Linked DNA regions of Mus musculus: region 1 is linked to region 2. The links are chromatin contacts, called in public HiChIP or PLAC-seq maps. All regions are on one chromosome and are shown on one strand. Each heading gives the region's core, a stretch centred on a gene start, on an enhancer-like site or on the middle of the called end of the contact. The rest is flanking DNA. Distances are from core to core; before and after follow the strand shown. Region 1 overlaps Eif4g3 (eukaryotic translation initiation factor 4 gamma, 3). Region 2 holds the start of Eif4g3 (eukaryotic translation initiation factor 4 gamma, 3).

The links. HiChIP or PLAC-seq counts read pairs in DNA pulled down with a chosen protein or histone mark.
Region 1: an H3K27ac HiChIP or PLAC-seq map of SST interneurons shows a contact between it and region 2, with 4 times the contacts expected there. The contact joins the enhancer-like site here to the promoter of Eif4g3 in region 2. A contact is called at or near these places in 6 of 484 Hi-C or Micro-C datasets (bone marrow-derived macrophages, embryonic fibroblasts, nephron progenitors and 1 more), 22 of 115 datasets of contacts at active chromatin or transcription factors (the HPC-7 cell line, PVALB interneurons, the SCID.adh cell line and 15 more) and 3 of 9 other capture datasets (adipose tissue, liver and pancreatic islet).

The regions. Positions count from the first base shown.
Region 1 is chr4:138,083,653-138,086,690 of GRCm38.p6, forward strand. The region is part of intron 4 of Eif4g3 (eukaryotic translation initiation factor 4 gamma, 3); the gene reads left to right. Among named protein-coding and RNA genes, the nearest start is that of 1700095J12Rik, 53 kb to the right of the region's middle. Within about 2 kb of position 1,364, at least 28 of the 459 cell types and tissues checked have an H3K27ac peak or open chromatin away from gene starts, as enhancers often do. A contact at or near this core is called in PVALB interneurons, SST interneurons and stem cell-derived neural progenitor cells, where this site is marked.
Region 2 is chr4:137,991,791-137,994,892 of GRCm38.p6, forward strand. It overlaps Eif4g3 (eukaryotic translation initiation factor 4 gamma, 3), which reads left to right and starts at 1,666. Exons shown (of 35, transcript NM_172703.3): 1 at 1,666-1,837; 2 at 2,192-2,354.

The sequences.
Region 1 (3,038 bases), core at 114-2,613, 92 kb after region 2:
TTGCACCCGACCCTGCTTTTTTGCTTGTAGCACAGGAAGGTCATTGCATTAGCTCCTGCTCATTTGATTTCATGCATGAAGTTTGAATTGTTGAAATGTTCCAGAGACTTGCTTAAAGAGCTAGGAGAGTCTAGGCTGCACAGAGTGGCCTGTCTTTCTCACCTCTTCCTGCCTTCCTTTCCCTCGGTGCCTTCTTCTCCAGCATCCTGTTCTTAGATCCTGGTTCCCCGCAGTTGTCGGAGGAGCCATTTGTAGATTTGTGGGACTTTAGACATTGTTGCCTGTTTGCTTGTCTCCTGTTTTGCTGAAACGGTGAACCCCCAATGTCTGGTGCAAGTTTTGTTCTAAGAGTGGTTTGGGAATGTGGACACTTGGCTTTTAGAGAGGGCCTGAGAACACGGCAGAACCACTTACATAGCCCCCTCCCCCATCCTAATTGTTAAGTATAGATGTCATGGTAAGCTCTTACTGTAGAGAACTCTGTGGCCCTCTCCCCTACCCCATTTAAATGATGGGGAAAAACAGTCAGAGAGAAATGACATGGTTAGAGCTTGGCGCAAAACCTGACTGAAGAGCTGCATCTCTAAACCAGTTTTCTCGACAGCCCGGCAGAACAGTGCCAATACATTGCACAGACACCCGGAAGAGGAGGAAGGTTTTGGAACAGAGCCCCGTTTACAGGTCCTTGGCTGGAAGAGGCTGGATAAAATACTACATTGTAAGCAATATAACAAACTGTACTTCTTGCAGGCGGCAGTGCCTCCGGCACACATTATTTCTGACCACATCTACATATTGGCTGATGAACGGAAGTGCATTGATTGCTTCTTGCCTGGAAGTTCAGCCTGGCATGCTAGCTCCTGCCAGGCACCGTGGGAAAACCTGTACAAATTGGGTGGGTCATCTATTGGGAATTAGACAGGAATAATCGGGCTTTACCTTATTCCCCCTGTTTTAAGTGTGAAGTGGAACGTCCCGTTCAGATTCTAATCTAAAAGATGAATTGGGAGGCTTCTTGCCTACCCTTTCCAGTTTATAATTGATTATCAAGGGGACAATTATCTGTAGTTATCAGCCATTTTCACCCTTGTGGTCATAAACTCCTCAGCTACTATCCTGTTTGCAGTTTTTTTCATCTCTTTGGTAGTGACCATTACCACCCACATTACTAAAACCCACACATGGCACATTCCATTCCATGCCCAAAGCAAGGGCAAGACTAGCAGCGCCTCGGCTACTCTTGCTTATTGTTCTGGGTCTAATAGCTTTTGTTTTGTTTGTGTTGGAGCCGGGAGGGTAGACTTGGGTGTGAAGCTTGGCGGGATTGCATTTTCTGTTCCCATCCCAAGCTGCCATGTCATTGTCCTCCATCCTCCAGCTGCGGGAACTGGCAAGGAGAGGTGTGGGACTGCGCAGAGGGGCCTGCAGCTTAATCAACAGTGGCAAACTAATTCCATTCTGTTTCTGCTGTAACAGGCCATTGGCCATGCATAGGGTAGCCTTTCTCCGAGCATCTGCTTTTTCAGTCCTACTGGCTTCAAGTCCCCCTTCCCGCTCCAGTGTCCCTTCTGTCTGTATTTCTAGTTGCTCCCCACTCGCAGCGTTAGATTGAGGATGCAGAGGCCCTTGCTTCTCCCTGTTGAAAATGCTGACTCGCTTCCCGTCTGCTGCTTTCTCTTGATGGAGCTCTTCATACTGCAGTTTGTCTTTAAATGGGCTGAGAAAAACAGTGAAGCTATTGCAGTCTAATTTGGAATAGGAACAATTTGGCTTTTGTAGTAATCTGTAACTGTTCCATTGGCCATACTCAGTTACCAACTGTGCACAGCAGGGAAGGCCGTGGTGGGTGGCAGTAACCCTGGGTCTGCTCAGCTCACTAGCTGCTTTCCTTCATAGGTACAACCTCACCATCTCTAAAAAAAGTTAAAAGAAAAAGTTTCTATTTTAACACGGGCCAGCAGTGACTACAGTTTGTTCTGTTGCTTACAGCCATCCATAGGGTCAGACTGACTCTAAAAGACAGCCCTACAGCCCTCGGGACCAATGCAGAGCAGTCCAGGGATCTTCCAGGGCCTTCAAACTGACGCAGTTATGGTTTTCTTCTTAATCTATGTACACTTTTGTAAGACATGTCTCTTGACTGGAACTTTGCGGTTGTCTGAAGTTGGACTCTTGAAGTTAGAACCTTGGAAATGGCGCCTTTCTGCAGAGTGGCGATGAGACGGGCTTCCCGTGCCGCTGTGTTTGAAGTGGCCCTCTGACAGTTTTCTTCACATGTATCACCAGAGATCTCTCCTGCTACCCTCTACTTTCATGGCATCCGGATGGTTTTGCCTAATCTTGAAACTTGACGTCCATAGTGGAGAAACTAACTGCTCTGTTCTCAAAAATGAACAACGAAAAATTCAAAGCCTTAGTTTCTGTAAAGAGGAGAGATTCTAGAGGACTCACTCCTCACTGCCACCTTCTGTCGTCTGAAAAGCCAATTTACCAGATTTGGTGGCTTTTCTCACAGGCTATGAGCAAGCCCAGATCATTAAAGCACTCTTGTAAATACTTGATGACCTTGTAGCCTCTGAGGTAGGCTTTCTTGTCAGAAATGCGTGTTGAGTGGGCTCCCACCCTGGGGCGGTGTGGCGTGGTCCACAGGACTGCTGGACATTTTCAGTCCAGCGTAGCACAGTAGGGTGAGTTACACACTGGATGTTCCTCTTGTTGGTGAATGAAGTGCTAAGTGGAGAAGAGTGGCTCGCACTCTCACAATCCGGCTTCCTCTGGGGTTATAAAGGCACAGGGGCTGCCATGACAGAGGTTTGCTTCTTGCTTAACTCCGATGTTCTCACTGCTAAAGGAGGGGGAGGGGGTTACCTCCAGGTGGCTTTGTATGCTGTATTTCCTCTGTTTTCTGTAGTTAAAATTATTATTGGGGGCCAGCTTTTGCTCTGATAAATTATATAGTTCCAGAGGGTTTTTTTGTTTTGTTTTGTTTTGTTTTTGTGTGTTGTTTTTGAAGTCTGAGAAATTGTCCTGAGAGGTGA
Region 2 (3,102 bases), core at 416-2,915:
TCCCAGGGGTTGTCACCCACTACATGTAAAGCTTTTTTTTTTTTTTTTTTTTTAAGGGCCCGGTGGTGAGTGCCTATAATTCTAGTACTTGGAGGGTAGAGGCAAGACAAGCAGGAGTTCAAGGTTATCCTCAGGCACGTGGAGAGATGAGGCTAGCCTGAGCTACTTAAGACTCTCTCAAAAAGAAGCAAGCAAGCCAACAAACCCAGAGAAACCAACGACCACCCCAACTCTGAAACCCACCAATGTAGCAGGAGTCAGGACACTAATCTTGTTTGTATGTTCATGTGTATGGCGACCAGGGGACAACCTCAGGTGTCTTCTTCTGGTGCTGTCACCTTTTATTCTGGAGACAGGGTCTCTCACTGGCCTGGAACTCATCAGATGGAGTGGGCTGTGACCAGTGAGCCTCAGGGAACTGTTGGTCTTCACCTCAATGCTGGGACTGTATACACCTCTCGCACACCAGACTTTTCCTGAGTGAATTCTGGAGTCTGCACTTGGGTCCTAACGTTTGCAACTCAAGCACACAGGACACAGGACACTAATTTTACCTCTGTCCACGTTGGTCATGTGACCTTGGCAAAGTCTCCTGTCAGCTTTGAGCTGCCTCAAAAAAAATTTTTTTTTAATAGTGTAGATGATAGCTAAACTTCTTTGGACCCCAGAGTCTTCATTTGTAAGAATAGGTATTTACCTATTTCTTGGGATTATATGAGCTAATGCAGTACTCCATATCTGCACAGTTCGGAGGTGTCTGCGACTCCTTTTCTGTCAATGTTACTGTGTCCTGGGGACAATGCCTCTATTGAGGGGCGCAGGTGTGGTGTGCAAAGTGTGAATGGATGTGGGGGGAGGAGACCTTATCCACAGGAGTTAGCCAAGCAAAAGAAGATGGGCAGCCGACTACAGGTTGTAGTCAAAGGCCCCTCCAGTCTTGGGGAAGACTGTGGGAAGATATCCACTCTACAGAGCTTAGGGTCAGTTTCTGGCAAGGCAGGCCATTTTGCATCCTAGAAGGGTAAGGTTCATCCTAGAGAAGGTGGGATCCCGTTTCTGAATCCGCTCCATCCCTTCCCAGCCAGGCGACCTTGGGGCAGTCACTTTTCTTCTCCGGGGCCTCCTCTGCAAAATGGGGCTCCTCGTTCCATTTCGCACTTTGGGCATCTGAGGACGACGTGTCGACATAATGCCCATGGCTGGCGACGTCAAGGGCCGGCGAGTGGCATCTGTTATGTTAATAAGTCCTTGAGGCGGGCGGGTTCCTAACTGTCGGTTTGTGCTCTGGCTTAGCGGTTCCCTCCGCAGCGCCTCGGTTTTTCCGCTCCGCCGCCTCTCGACGCTTGCTTGGCAGGTCTCGACGGACCGCGGCCTCGGGTGCCGTTACTATTGTTCTTCGAGGCTGAGCTCTCTCCCTACAGACGTGCCCTTCGGTCTCTCCCTCAGCTCCGCACCGCGCCGCGGAGATCCTCAGCCGTCCCGGATCACCGATCTTTCCCGAGAAAGAGTGTCAGCTCCTGCGGCGTTCCCGAACAGCGGCCGAAGGCGCTCCCGAGCGCTCCCGAAGAAGCCCGGCCGCTCGCGGTCTCCGGAAATAGCCGAGAGAGCTTGCCACCCTCGGTCTGCCGAGTCCTTCCGAAAAGGGCCGAAAAGCTCCGAGCGGCCGTCCTGCCGGACTGCTGGAGGCGGCCGCAGCGCCATGTTGGATGCTCTGCTCGTTGAGTGAAGAAAATCCGTCCGCATCGCCCGAGCCCCGCTACCGAGAAGGGCGCCGCTTCCCCCGGGGAGGGGGACAGAGACCCCCCGCCGCCGGCCCATGAGGATATTGCCGTGAAAGGTCCGGTCTCTCCGCCTCCTGCCCCTGCCGGGTCCGGCCCCCCCCTCCCCGGGGTCGCGTTGTCACGGAGACCGGCAGCCGGTGGTGCTGGCCCGCGGGGCGGCTGCTGCTGCCCGCGGCGGCGGCGGCGGAGGCGGCGGCGGCGGAGGGCGTGTGTGACCGGTCCCGGCCCCCTCCTCCTCCTCCTCCCAGCCTCCCCCCGGCCCCCCGCTCCCGCCGCCTCCCCGGGTCTGCCCCCATCCCGCCCCTCCGCTGCCCCCGGCCCCTGCACCCCGGCGCGCCCGGTCCCGCTCTGGGGGGGTTGGTGGCTTCGCTTTGCCATGAGTTTACCGCAGAAACCGGCTCTGAAATCAGGCTCAGCGGCTGCAGCAGGAACCGGACCCGGCACCGGAGCGGCGGCGGCGGCGGCGGTACCGCCTCCTCATCCGGCGGCAGCGGCGGCGGCGGCGGCAGTAGCGGCAGCGGCGGCCCCTCCTCACCCGAACATCAGGGCCCTCCAGACCCCGGCGCCCCAACAGTATCCTTTTCACCTTCCGGCGGTCCAGAGCGACCCTCGGTGGGAACCTCCTTGCCTGCCGTCATAGCCCGGCCAGAAAAGGGACGGGCAGCCGCTCTGCTCCCGGCTTGACCCGAGCTTTTGGGGTGCACCGGTGACAGCATTGCTGGGGACCCCGGGACCCTCTGCGGTACCGTGAACACTACTAGCTCCACCGGGCCGTGCCTCTGCAGCTCTTGTGGATCTGGGGGGAACCCTGCCCTTGGCTGCTCCCTCCCCTTTCTTGGGCAGAATTTGCTGGTGCCTAGGACCAGCCCTGCGGGCAAGGCTTTTCTGACTGTTGGGAGGCCCTGCCTTCTGCGGGGCTCGGTAGCCTCTCTAATTATTATTTAGGATTCATAGCAAAGTTTATTGCTAAATTTTCTGTTGGAAACGAATCAGCTCATTCCTGAGGTAAGTTGGGTCTTCAGTCTTTACTGCAAGTGTACAAAAAGCACCCCCCCCCGCTAGTGTTTTGTTTTATTTTATTTTATCGTATTTTATTTTTTTAAGCAATTAGAGTTGTGTTGTGGCTTGTGGTGGAGCCGGCTAAGGAGGAAATGTTACACTGGGCGCTTCCCTGTCTTTGACCTTTCTAAAGGAAGAGGAAGTTAACTCACATTACCCAGTACCCCCAGAAGTCTCACTTCTTCTAAGACTGGTGTTAACGCTGTATATCTTTTTTAAAGGGCTTTAGTAAGTTTGCTGCTCCGTAGGGTGGTGTCTGGAG